Linked DNA regions of Sus scrofa: region 2 is linked to region 1. Evidence: chromatin contacts called from public HiChIP or PLAC-seq data. All regions are on one chromosome and are shown on one strand. The core of a region is the stretch at or near the end of the contact, and the rest is flanking DNA. Distances in the headings are between cores, read along the strand shown.

Region 1 (6,519 bases), core at 2,445-4,944:
CAAGTCCCCGGCAGCCTGACGACGGACCTGGGAGCCCACCCAGGCCACGGCTCAAGGAGACTTTTAACACCTTTATGGTACTTCTCATCCTTTGGATGTGTGACGATGCGGAAGCGTCCTCGTTTCTAGGAAAACCCGAGCCTCTCCCCCCCTCCCCACGGGTAACTGGCCCGGCTCTCCGCGGGCGCCCCCACGTCTCATGGGGACCTGCACAAGCGACACGGAGACTCCTCGTTGCACCTCCTCTCTCAAAGCAAACACCGCCGAGCCCCGAGAGAGACCGTGCGCGTTTGGGGAGGAAGATAGAAAAGGCAGCGCCGGGCTCCGGGGGTGCGATGGGTCGCGCTTTCCTGGGTGCACACCGGCGCGCGGCCAGCGGGAGCCTCGGACGCCGACGGGTGCGGGAAACAGTCGCCCTCCTTATATTCAAAGAAATGTCGTCTACGTTACATTAGCGTACATGGGAGTTCCCAGCGTGGCTCAGTTAAGGAACCCGACTAGCATCCATGAGGATGCAGGTTCGATCCCTGGCCTCGCCCAGTGGGTTGAGGATCCAGCGTTGCCGTGAGCTGTGGTGTAGGTCACAGGCGTGGTTCGGATCTAGCATTGCTGTGGCTGTGGTGTAGGCCAGCAGCTGCAGCTCCGATTCCACTCCTAGCCCGGGACTCTCCATATGCCGCGGGTATCCATGTAAAACGATTTAAAAAAAAAATGTTTAGCCCATGCGTTCTTTCAAGAATCCAGGCACATGTCTCATGTGGTGCAGAGAGTCAGTGTTCCTGTCTTCCTTTGGGGAAGACCAGGCCTGGCCGGGTTCTGGTTGTGTGTGTTCAGCCTGCAGCAGTGGCAATGCTTCTGCCACCACGTCGGGCTCCACGGTGTGGAAGGGCCACAGCGGGGCCTCGTCGAGGAGTTTTCCACGACCCTGTGACCCCAATCGCAGCCTTCCCACGCCTTCCCCAGCAGCATCGGAATTCAGGAAGTGGTGCTGCCGAGCCCTCGCTGCTGCTGGGCTCCAGGAGCTGGACTGTGGGATCTTGGGCTCAGTCCCAAAGTCACCCATTGACCACGAGCCACCATCTGACATCGTTTCGCCGTCGCTGACGCTCGGGCAGCTCTGGCTCCAAATGGAAATGCTTGCGTCCCTCAGTGGTTTGCAGCCTTCCTTGGAAAGTGACCTCTCCAGGCCCCGGACGACAGAAAGAAACAGCTGATCCGCTGGGATGTCCCGCCCACAGCTCCCTGCCCCGGTCTCTTCTCTGACCAGTGATGTGGACGTGGGCCAGCCTCTAATGGTGCCCATGGGCTCTGGACTGGAAAAAGGGGACCCAGCAGCCCGTCCTGCCAGCCACCGCACTGTACAGTGGCTGCACAGAGAGCTCACATCTTAGCTGACGCTGAGCTCATGTCCCGCTTCTGCTTAGATCCTCGTCCATTTACCCACTTTTATTGAGTTCAGAGTTTGTGCTAAATGCTGAATGAATAAATACTTACTTTGCGCTGCCTTTAACATCCTTATTTCTGAGAGGTGGAAACCCCACTGCAGATCCTGTCCAACAAGCATCCTTTGCTGGCTGTGCTCTCCTCTCTAATGGGCAAGCCTCGGGCCTGGGGACAGGTGGTCCTGCCTGTCACAGTCGGGCCCCGTCCAGGGGGAGCCCAGGGCCTGGGCGGTGTTTTCCTTTGGACCTCAGCCCACTGTCAACATCCGTTATCGTAGTGTCTTAATTGATTTTATTTATTTATGTTTGCTATTTAGGGCCACACGTGTGGCATATGGAAGTTCCCGGGCTAGGGGTTAAATTGTAGCTGTAGCTGCCGGCCCTTGCACCACAGCCACAGCAACAACACAGAATCCGAGCTGCCTACACCACAGCTCACGGCAGCGCGGGGTCCTTGACCCACTGAGCGCATTCTCATGGATACCAGTCGGGGTTCATTACTGCTGAGCCACAGCGGGAACTCCATGATTTTAAATTTGAAAAATTAATTCAAAGTTTGACTAAAAGAGACAGTAAGATTTTGAAGCCTGCTGATGCTGGATCCGTGATAATTCAGGGTTTGTTGCTGGTAACGGTGTCTCCTCTGCCATCCTTAGAACCGTTTCACACACTCAGCCTCGCGACCCTGGGGACTCTGTTTGGATTTGGATTCTTGACGAAGCTTCAAAGGGGACCAGGGTTGGTGTTCGGGTTCCATCTGAACTTGTTTAAGCACGGATTTTAAGAGGAGGGGAAATAATTAGATAGTATAAAAAGCCTTTTATTCCCATCTTTTATGGGTTTTTAAAAAAGATTTGTCCTTCTCTACGTAATACATGATGTAAAAATTTTATGTTGCTGCATGCATGGAACTCTCTTTCCTGCCTAATTTAGAGTGGCTAATTTTGATGCCCAGATTTTTCACCATGGCTGCGTTCTTTCATCTTTATAGCATTTTTTTTCTCCTCCAATTCTGACTTTCATCCTTGGAAGATGCAGTGATAATCATTCCATTGTTGGGACATAAGTTTTTTTTTTTTTTTTTTTTTTTTTTTAATTAGTACAGCACACAGCACTGACCTTCTGGAATAAAACTAGTCAATGTGGTTGCATCAAAACACGTTTGTGGAAGCCCTTCTCACTCCCCACTTGAAATTCTCGCTGCGGTGACGACAGTGGTCATGGGCTTTGCTCTGGCCACCACGTCCCCGTGGACCTCTTGCCTCCAGGATCTCATGGCAAAGAGGTGTCGAAAGGGTCCTGTTTCTCAGTTGTTTTAACTGCACGCTCTGCCTCGAACCCCAGCAACCCCGGCGCACGAGCAGTCACGACTGTAGCATCGCTCTTGCAGCTGCAGAGTCTGGCTTAGAAAGACCTGGTGGGAGAACCTTCACACAACCTGCCCAGCTCTTTGCTTTCCCTCTGCCCGTCGTGGAGATTTGCTGCAAGGCTGCGGCATCACTTGGCCTGTGTTTGCCAGCTAATTGTATTGCTGTTTGAATGCTTATCCTGTCTGTGTGCCCTGCCCTGCTGCCCAGAAGAGCCCTGGACGGGGTCCAGGGTATGAGACTAATCGTGTGTACTTTTGTCTGAACAAAAGATGAGGAAAGTTAAAAAAATATGTGTGAGGCGGCCAGATCCATGTCCATAGAGGAGTCACTTCCTCTAGCTCCTTAATTTCAAAACTCCTGGGATACGGGGCTTGCTCAAGTGTTCCGCTGACATTCGGGGAGGAATGTGTCCTCGCGGTGAGAGCTCCCACTGGGAATTCAGAGTTCTGCGTCTGTTCCCAGGAGCACACAGGGGTCACCCAGTGACATGCGACGCGTCAGTAAAGCCTTGGAGTCCTCATTTCCCTATCTGTGAAATGGACATAAAAGGGGCTAATGCGATGCTGGTGAATTACTGAAAATTCGCTGGGAACCAGCTTGCTCTAGTGACCTAGAAAAAAACACCAGCTCTGGGGGAAGCTGGCCTCCTTTCTATTTCTGGCTTTCATGCTGACTCAGTGAGAAACTTGGAGGAATCAGCTCATCTGGCTCTGGGTCTCCATGCATTCCACGATTAAAAAGAGACTTAGAAAATCTTTATCTGCCCCGACTCTCGGGACGATACCGGAGGCTTTTCTGCTGACGTGCCTTTCACGCGTCCTCCCATCTCGCGTCGGGTTATCCGAGGATACGCGATTCAGGGCTCACTTCTTTTTCAGCCAGCTGTGTGCCGTTCAGCTCTGGTCTATTTTGGGTAGAACCTTCCCACGTCCGAGTAAGGGAGGCGGTGCGTGTGATGCCCGTGAGAAGCCATCTCCAGCGCCAGGAGTTTGTGCAGTTCTGTCTGTTGTGATTTTAGGTGAAGGGACAGTGTATTGAGGAGCTTTGCATTGGTCGCGTCTTGGTCTGAGGATGTCTTCCTTTCCCAGCCCTGTCGCAGGCCTCGGGGAGAAGGAGCCCGCGTTCGGTGTCAAGTCCTGGGCCGGGCTCTGGGGACGCGAGCATCTGTTCTTCCTGGTTGATCCCTGGATGCAGCTGGTCCAAGGAGCTGTGCCAAAGGGCCGCGCCTAGTTTTCTTTCTTTCTTTTTTTTTGTCTTTGTGGGGCCACCCCCATGGCATATGGAGGTTCCCAGGCTAGGGGTCGAGTCAGAGCTGTAGCCGCCAGCCTACACCACAGCCACAGCAACGAGGGATCAGGGCCGCATCTGTGGTCTACACCACAGCTCACGGCAACGCCGGATGCTTAACCCACTGAGTGAGGCTAGGGATCCTAGTCGGGTTCGTTTCCACTGCGCCACGACGGGAACTCCTTAGTTTTCTTTACTCCGTTTAGGACGCGATGGTAGCCTCTAGGGTTTGGCTTAATCCGCTCCCATTTATTCACACGCTGCTTCCAGCCTCCTGACTTCCGCTTCCAGCAAAATGCCCAATCTGGGGAGGCGAAGTGGCTGGAGATCAAGTTCAGAAGCCCATTTTCTCATCAGAGCAAATGCAGCAGGGAGTTCCCATTGTGGCTCAGTGGTAATGACTTTGACTAGGATCCATGAGGACGCAGGGTCGATCTCTGGCTTTGCTCGGTGGGTTAAGGATCCGGCGTTGCTGTGGCTGTGGTATAGGCTGGCCACTACAGCTCCAATTTGACCCCTAGCCTGGGAACATTCATATGCTGAGTGTTTAGTCCTAAAAAGCAAAAAGCCAAAAGGGGAAAAAAAAAAAGGCAGCAGGTGCTGAATTCACCAGCAAGCACCAGGACTGGCTGAGGGGTTTGGGTTTGGAGAAAAGGACAACTCTGGGAGTTTCTCTCCCACATCCTTGCATTTATGCCACGTTTCAAAGCTTTAAGCAACTTTTGGTGATGTGCTGTTTGCGGCGTAAATGTTTGTGTTATGTGATGTGTAGCTTGTTGGTTTCTCTTTGCTTTGAACGAACGTGGTTGTGAGCAAAGTGTTGGACACTGGAGACCCCTGCCTGTGGCTTCCACAATGCCTGCTGCTCTTTAATCAGCTGAGGTTGGGAACTCCCCGGTGGCACAGCAGGTTAAGGACCCAGTGTTGTCACTGCTGTGGCTCAGGTTCCATCCCTGGTCCGGGAACATCTCCTAAGGGCCAGCTCAGGGCCTGGAGTCCCCCCATCTTTCCGAATTACCGCCACCTGTGTGGTCCCCGAATAACATTCACTATTTTAAAAAGAAACTTTATTTCTTTTTGCTCCACAAGGGCAGAGACCTTTGCAACCCCCACGCCCACAATAAACTCCCACACGTTTTAGAGAAGCTCGTGAAAGCCTTTCAGGCTCTGGATGGAACAGGGAGTCTCAGCATCTCGGGGTGAAGCTCCCACCAAGGGCTCTGCCCACAATCCTGCTAATGGGAGGCCTGAATGACATCTGCTCACAGTCTCAGCCCCGCGTCTGCTGATGGCGAGAAGATTCCACTCATCAAATGAGGCCACGAGCAATTTGGTGAAGAAAATCCTCACCAGTCTGTCGTCGTACTCACCCAAGGACCCACTTAGCGTTTAGAAAGCGGTGTGTAGGAAGTGTCACGCTGGGGACACGCAGGGGCACTCCTGCCCTTGGAGAAGCTTAAGAAATGGCAGGAAAATGTCTCCCGAGACAGGGAAGCGTTGGCGGCGTCTTCTCCAGATGCTCGCGGCAGGCTGGGTGCTGGGCGATGCTCCGAGAGGCTGACTTCTAGTCTTCTCCTCCGTTTCTTTCCTGTCCTTGGTCTGACGTCCTCCTTCCTCATCCGCAGGGAGAAAGAGGCCTCCCAGGATTACAAGGTGTCATCGGGTTTCCGGGAATGCAGGGACCTGAGGGCCCCCAGGGACCCGCAGGACAGAAGGTGAGCTGGCCGTCCTGGGTGTGGTGGGGGGGCGCGGGGGGCTGTGAGATGGTCTGTGTTGTTGCTCTGATGGGTGGTCACCGTGGCATCTCTGTGTGTTCCAGGGTGACACTGGAGAACCAGGACTGCCAGGCACTAAAGGGACAAGAGTGAGTACCAGGGTCATTAAAGCGCTTTCGACTGTGGGCGGGATGGGATCCAGCGATGCCTCTGGGGTCGGGCTCCTTATGCCTACCCTCCCGCCTGCAGACAGTCCTGGGGTGTCCCTCCCTCCTCCTCCTCTCTCTGTGCACCCCCCGCCCCCCACCTTTCTCCTTGGAGCTCAGACAGGAGCTCAGACAGCACGGGGGCGGGGCCCCAGGACCTGGGATGGGTGGAGCCTGTGCCCTTGACCTCCAGTCCTGGGCCCAGAGCTGCTCTCCTCCTCCCAGTCCTTTTCACAGCGTTTTCTCCATCTGTCCTTCCTCAAGGGTTTAATTGGGGCGGGGGGGGGGGGGAATGACGCGTACCTGTCGTCAGAGAGATGCCTTCACTTACCGTGAAAGGCGGTGAAGTTTTCAGAGCTAAACTTCCTCTTCCTTCTTCACACTCTGCTTTCTTTGCTGCTCCCATTCCTGGGAAACGCAAGCTTGGAGGTAGAAACATAGGAAGACCCGGTGAAATGTAAGCCTTCCAATTCTGTCACTGTTATCTCGTGGAAAGGGA
Region 2 (6,528 bases), core at 702-3,201, 78 kb before region 1:
TGAGGACAGAACAATGTGAAAATAACAGAACTCAAATAAACCACAAGCCCAGCTCCCCATGTACCTGTGTGTACGTTACCCAGAGTGGGGAGGGGAGGGGAGGGGAGGGGAGGAGACTGCCAGGAGAGCCGGAGCCACCCAGTTCCACCGGACAGAGGAGGAGACGGGTCCAGCACGCCTGGTAACGCCCTCCGATGTCCAGTCCCAGTTTAAATATTGCGAGTCTTCCACTGAAGGGACCCAGCCCACCTGGGACAGGCCAGTTGTGCCACATGACACTCCGCCAAAGTGGCTCCTACTGCTTAAACACAACCCACAAAACCCGTTGTACAATCACCACATAGAGACAATGCTGGCAGAGTCACCTTGAATGGCAGGGCTAGGACCGGGGACACTTGGTCAGTGGTGTCCCCAGTGGGAGACTTAGAAGCCCCACCCTGGCTCTTCCAGGCCCAGATCGCATCTGGGGAGAAACTCTTGTTTTTGGCCATTGTTTCCTCCCAGCATCGGGAGGAGTACAAAGCCCTCCTGTCCTCCTGGCCCCGCCCTCCCCCCAAGCCCCTCAACCAAAAGAACCAAAAACTCTGCCAGGGGCAGGACCTAGACGCCGGCTTCCTATGCCACACAAACCGTTCTGGCCCTAGGCCTGGAGCCTCAGGGCCACGTGTCTGACTCTCTCGTCTTCCCTCACTTCTACCACCGGCCTTTGCTCAAACGAGGGAACAGGATGCCCGGGGCCGTGTTTCTAATTATTCCTTCTCCAGGAAGAGCCCACGCCTGTAACGCACAGCACCCAAGGGAGGGCAAACCGCCGTTCTTTGAGGGAAGCGCGTTTTCGCAGAGCCTGGGCTGGGGAGGGCCTGCCCAGGACACGCGGATGCGCGGGTGCGCGCACACCACACACACACACACACACACACACACACACGCACACACACACGCGTGCGCGCGCGTGTAAGCAGGCGCAAGCTGCTTGCCTTCTGGCAAGGCCACTCGGTGTCCCAAACACTTTCTCTGGCGTGCGAATCATAGCCCGGAACCGGTGCCAAGACTTACCGCCAGGACGCTCTGCGCCAGGAGCCCCACCATCACGGTCCCCAGCAGCAGCCACCTGGATGGGAGGGGGAGGAGAAGCGCCGTGAGCGTGCGGCCCCGGCTTGGCCATTCCTCGAAGGACACGCGCGTGGGGCCCACGGGGACGGGCAGAAAGCCGCTTACCGTCGCAGGGCAGGGCCCGACGCCGCCCGCGGGTCTCGGTCCATGCTCCCAGTCGGGCCCCTCTGGGCTCCGATCCGTCCCTCCTAGACTGCAAGACAAGACAAAGCGGGCTTAGCGGGGTCTGGGTCGGGGGCGTCGGGGGAGCATCCTCGCCGCCCGCCTCGGTCTGCGGGACTGCGGAGAGCGGGTGCGGCCCCGCCTCCCGCTGGGGTGACCGAGAGCCGCCCCGCGACGAGGCCGGCCCGAGGGGAGCCTGCGCACCAAGGCCCGGGTCGGGGCCGCTCCGCCGCGGCCGCTCCATCCCTCCCCCCTCCCTCCTCCGAGAGCCGGGCGCGCAGCCTCCGCCGCCCGCGGCGCCGCGTTCCGGGGCCGCTCTCACCTCGGCCGGGCTTCAGGGGCGGTCGCCCGCGCGCATCCGCTCTGCACAAGCGTCGCCGGCGGCCCCGCGGCGCGGCCGCCCTCCCGGGCTTTCGGGGCCGGCCTCGGGCCCGCGTGGCCGCCCTCGGAGCTCCGCTGGGTCGGCGAGCGCGAGCGGCGGCTCGGGCGGCGCTGGGTGCGGAGCGCGGAGCCCTGCGTCCCGGCGCGCGGAGGCCACAGTCCCCCGGCCGCGCGCTCCCGCCGCCTCTTACCCGCGCCGCAGGGTCCTCCCCTTTGAGGCGCCGCCCGCCTGGGCGGCCCAGGGGAGGGGCTGCCCCCAACAAATTGGGGAGCTCGCGGCGCCGCGCTCAGGTCTCCGCCGCGAGCCGCCGCGCCCCGCACGGTGCGCCGCGCTCGGGTCCCGGCCCTGCGAGAGTGAGCCGCCGCCGCGGTCCCCCGCCGTCCCCGCCGCCTCGGGCGCGCCACCATGGGGCCCCGGCTCGGCGTCTGGCTGCTGCTGCTGCCCGCCGCCCTCCTGCTCCACGAGAGCAGCCGGGCCGCCGCGAAGGTGAGTCCCCGCCGGCTGCGCTCCGGCGTCCCGCCCTGCGCCCCGGCGCCCCGCGCGGCCCCTTTGTCCCCGGCCGGGGCCGCCCTCCGGGCCCGGGGTCGCGCGTGGTACGGCCAGGCGCCGTCTCCCGGCCTGTCCCCTCCGGGGACCCCGGTGGGCTGGATCGCGCATCCTTTGGGAAGCCTCCTTTGTTGTGGGCTGGGTGGGGGCGAGTTAGGGGGACTGCTCGGGGCCAGGGAGCAGCGAGCAGAACTCGGTGCGCCCGGCGCGGGGCGAGAGTGCCCAGAGTGAGCGGGATTTGAATTCGCACCTCGGGGGCGCCTGGCCGCCGGGCGCCTTCACCTGGTCCGGGTGCCCGAGCGGGCCGGGGGCCGGAGAGGTGGACACGCGCGCCCCATGCCGTTCGCGGCCCCACACATGTGCCTGGGAGTCGCTTTGGGCGTGTTTCTCTGCTGCTTTGGAGACTCTGGTGGTTGATGCTGAACAGTTCTGGGCCGTTTGCCTGGAAACAGCTGTATCTTTGCTTTCCCACGACTTTGCTGTTGCTGAAGCACAGAAGCGGGGCTTTTCTGGAGGGCTGCTTTCAAGCGTTTCCATACTCCACTCGATGACTTGCATTCTGTATTAAAACAGTTATAATGACATTACATTTGAGTGTGAAACCAAAATGAAACTCCAGCTCATTGTTCTATGCACAAATTGTTTTCCTAGTTTTCATTTCCTCCGGGAGTTCGGTTTGCAAAAGTGAAGGCGTCCAGCTGGGGACGGTCCCTGATGTTGTTCTTCCTTTTTCCCTTCCCTTCAGACGGAAGAAGGACCTCAGCTGTTCCCTAGTGTCACAGCGCGGTAGACAAGCCCTGGAAAGGTGTGGCTTCGAAACACATTTTGCATTTCCTGCCGGAATATTTAAGAACGATTTTCCTCTTTCCACATTTCTCACTCTTTTACTGTTTCAAATCTGAATTTTGCTCTTAGGTGTCCCCCCCCCCCTTTCTTCAGGCAGAATATTTACAGACTCTACTTCACTGCATATCAACTATTAACTGTTCCTTTCCAGAATAAACTGGTGGAATGCATGCAAGTCTTGGAATTGAGCGTCTAGCTCTTGGCTGGCAGCCGGGTCACTGGGTATGGAAAAGACTGATGATGACACCAGCAGTTAACCTCAGATGGTTTCTCCCAGCCCAGAGTCTAGCCAGGCACCCTGGTTGGTTATTTAAACACCCTCTGGTCGTGATGACAAAATGCTTTCAAAAGAGAAGGCTCTAGAACACTTTATTTGGGTCTAGAAATCTGGACCAAGAGATTTAGCAAGGAGGCATGGCAAGGAAACGTGAGAAAGTTCTGTATTTGGAAATAGGAAGCTCTGTTCAGACTTAGATTTTCTGATGGATAATAGTAGCAAATCAAAGCTAATTCTAAGAGCTAGCTTTCAAATAGCCAGGACTTTAAAGAACGAGCCACTCTGAGAGTGAACAGCCACTCTGACTGTTGGGGTTGAGATGACTTTGCTTCTCTAGCATCATTCTCGGAAGCCCACTACATTCCCGTCCTGGCTCTGCTCCGTCCCTACACATCTCACCTAGTGTTTTAAGAGCTCTGGTGTGTGGAACCCTTTGATTCTCAGGGGACTGAACAGGTGCTATCATTTCACTATATTTCTCCTGGTTTATTTAGGGAGAGAAAATTTATTAGTAAGCCCAGGGCTTATGGTTGTACAAGAAAATCCATGTTGAAATAATATCTGGCTAACTTGAAAATTTGTCTCACTCTTCATGCCAATGACTTTTTTTGTTTTGCCTACCTCCTTCCAAAATCAGCTGTGAGGTACACCAGAAAGCTGAAATACTTTCCATATTGACCCAAGCAAAACATTGTTTAAAAATGCATTTTGAATCATAAGATGCTATAAATCAGTCAAATCCCAATTCAAAAGCCAAGACAAAGGATTCTTGGATTACCTGTGTTTTTGGGTATCTGATTCTCACTTTACCTGCATTTTACACCCAAACAGCACCTACTGTGTGCCAGGCACAAATTGCACGTATCATTATTGTTATTATTGTTCCCACGAAAGGCTGTTTGACTTTGTTTTTGACCATCTCTGCTATGGCTGTACCATTCATTTACCAGTGGGTGGATTTCCTAAGCCAGTGATTTTTTTTCCCACCCTCAGGTTCGGCCCATAGTGTTGAGCATCCCCTGTCCTGAGTTCCATAGTCACTGAGCTGAATGAGTTCTTCCTTCCTCCAAACTCCCCCCTCCGACGGGTCTGTAGAATACTTCTTGACAAATGATTTCTCCGGATCAGAAATGTGAACTTTCCCCAAAGCGTGGAGATGCCTGCTGGGGGTTAGGGTGTTGGCATCGCCAGACCATTAGTCACTATTCCGGGACTGAAGGACCTAGAAGGCAAGCGAGGTGAGATTTAATTCCTGTGAGTGTGGACCACATTCTGCAGAAAGTGCAATTTAGGGGAGAAGGCGGATTTTTGACTTAGTCCCCATGACAGCAGCATGAACCGAGTATCTCAGGAATGAGCTTGATGAAGATGTAATCAAATCTTCATGCTCTTGACGCCTGGAACTAGATCAGGAGAAGGGAAGCGCCTCTAATACCAGCCAGAAGAGTGTGCAGAAGCTATGTGTGTGTGTAAGAGTGCACACTTACGGAGTGATCCGTGTGTATGTTAATGGTGTAGTCAGAACAAGCGTGGATCTGAAATTCTGTGCCGCTTTTGCTAAGCAGACGATGCCGGAGGACTCGGTAACCCCGACCCTCAGTTTCCCTGGCAGATCTGCGCCTGCTTTCTGGGATCCCGCCGCCTTTGCTTCCGCACATGCGCCCTGAACACTTCTTCATGCCACGCCCTCCTCCCCCGCTACCCCCGCAGCAGTGGGTGGTACCCACCCTCCTCCCCGGCAGGGCTGCAGCCTCCTGGGAAATACTGAGAAAGAAGCAGGCCGATGCAACGCCAGCTGGTAGACGCTTTGGCCAGGGTGAACCATACGCCAGGCATCGTATCTTCAAATTCATTGCCGTGTGCATCATACTCAGAAAGCTGGGTAATTCTTCCTCTGCCCTTTCACGAATCGAGCTGTCTTTGCATTTAAAGATGACCATAAGGTTCCTTCCTTTGAGATACTGAGGTGCCACAGCTTCCCTTACCAACGATGGGAGTGAAAGCGGAGCTCGAACTTTCCTCTGGGAGGGGCGCAGGCTTGGAGAGCGGCGAGAAGGCCCCCCAGCTCAACCAGGGGGCTCGCAGGTAGACTGGGGTGTTTGCAAAATGGCAGCATGGGAGACTGGGTCCTGCCTTTAGGAGCTGACCCGGAACCCCCCCTCACTTGGGCAAGGACGGGAGGGAATTCTGGATTATTCATTAACAAGGCTGTTTTCAGAGTTCTTGGAACTGGTGAAGATGGCTGTCACTTCACAAGTTCGGTTACCCAGTGAAAGGCTGGGGAAGTTTTTGCAGACAGAGTGAACCCACAGGTGACTCTGGGAGACACATCCCTTCAGAAAGAGGGAGGGCATCAACCAGTGAATAATTTACAACACTTGTTTGGATGAATTACGCGATGTTTGCACTAACAGTTGCTCCAGAACCTGGAAAAGGGTTAGTTAGCCTCATTGAAATGTTTCTTAAGCAGATTTGGTGTTTTGAGTTCCCCGGCTCCGGTAAGCAAGAGCAACAATAGGCCTAAAATAATATCATTAGAGCATTGTTCTTCCTGCTATTATTAAACAACCACTAAAAAATGTCAACTGCAGAACAATAGGAAAGACATATTCCTCCCATTCTTGTGCACACAATGGAAGGGGATGTAAACCGGAGCAGGTTTCACTGTCAGGTTCCGTGCAGCCCTCGAAGAATTACTCTGGGGCTACAGTGTCCAGCCGGGTGCCCCGGGAACTGGTGCCCTCCTGCGTTTCCCTCGCGTGGTCCTAGACCTAGACTTCAGGCGGTCCTCGGGGTCTTTCTGTTGCTCTGCTTCTCCGTTCTTCCTTTTGCAGACCCCTTGGGTGGGTGTGCCCTGGGGGTGGGCTTCAGCCGGCCTCTCTTTCTCTGCTCTCCTGCTCTCAGGATTTGTCATTATTCCATGAAGGTGACTCCAAACCTTTTCCTCGGACCCCTGTTTGGTTGCCTCACGTCCTCATGGAACCACTCCCCCTGGCTGTCCTGCTTTGATGGCCAACTCAGAGCATGTGCAGAACCGAGCAGAACCGAGCTCGCCGTCGGAACCGAGAACCACTGCCCCCCCCCCCCCCGCCATTTTGGGCACTGATGCCCCAGTGTTTCCTGATGCTTGGTCCAAGAGACCGTGGCTTCACCTGAAGGTCCCCCTCCCCCTTTGATGCCGTGTCACTCCCTTTCCTCCGCC

Evidence for each region. HiChIP or PLAC-seq counts read pairs in DNA pulled down with a chosen protein or histone mark.
Region 2: an H3K27ac HiChIP or PLAC-seq map of skeletal muscle shows a contact between it and region 1. The contact joins the promoter of COL4A1 here to the enhancer-like site in region 1. A contact is called at or near these places in 16 of 47 Hi-C or Micro-C datasets (adipocytes, alveolar macrophages, brain and 10 more) and 2 of 2 datasets of contacts at active chromatin or transcription factors (alveolar macrophages and skeletal muscle).

Annotation. Positions count from the first base shown.
Region 1 is chr11:76,916,861-76,923,379 of Sscrofa11.1, reverse strand. It overlaps COL4A1 (collagen alpha-1(IV) chain), which reads left to right. Exons shown (of 54, transcript XM_021065910.1): 3 at 5,725-5,814; 4 at 5,919-5,963. Among named protein-coding and RNA genes, the nearest start is that of COL4A2, 77 kb to the left of the region's middle. Within about 2 kb of position 3,694, at least 19 of the 83 cell types and tissues checked have an H3K27ac peak or open chromatin away from gene starts, as enhancers often do. A contact at or near this core is called in fetal skeletal muscle and skeletal muscle, where this site is marked.
Region 2 is chr11:76,992,832-76,999,359 of Sscrofa11.1, reverse strand. It overlaps COL4A1 (collagen alpha-1(IV) chain), which reads left to right and starts at 1,951. Exons shown (of 54, transcript XM_021065910.1): 1 at 1,951-2,143. The coding sequence starts at 2,063. COL4A2 (collagen alpha-2(IV) chain) reads right to left here and starts at 2,475. Exons shown (of 48, transcript XM_021065909.1): 1 at 2,454-2,475; 2 at 1,219-1,306; 3 at 1,057-1,111. The coding sequence starts at 1,262.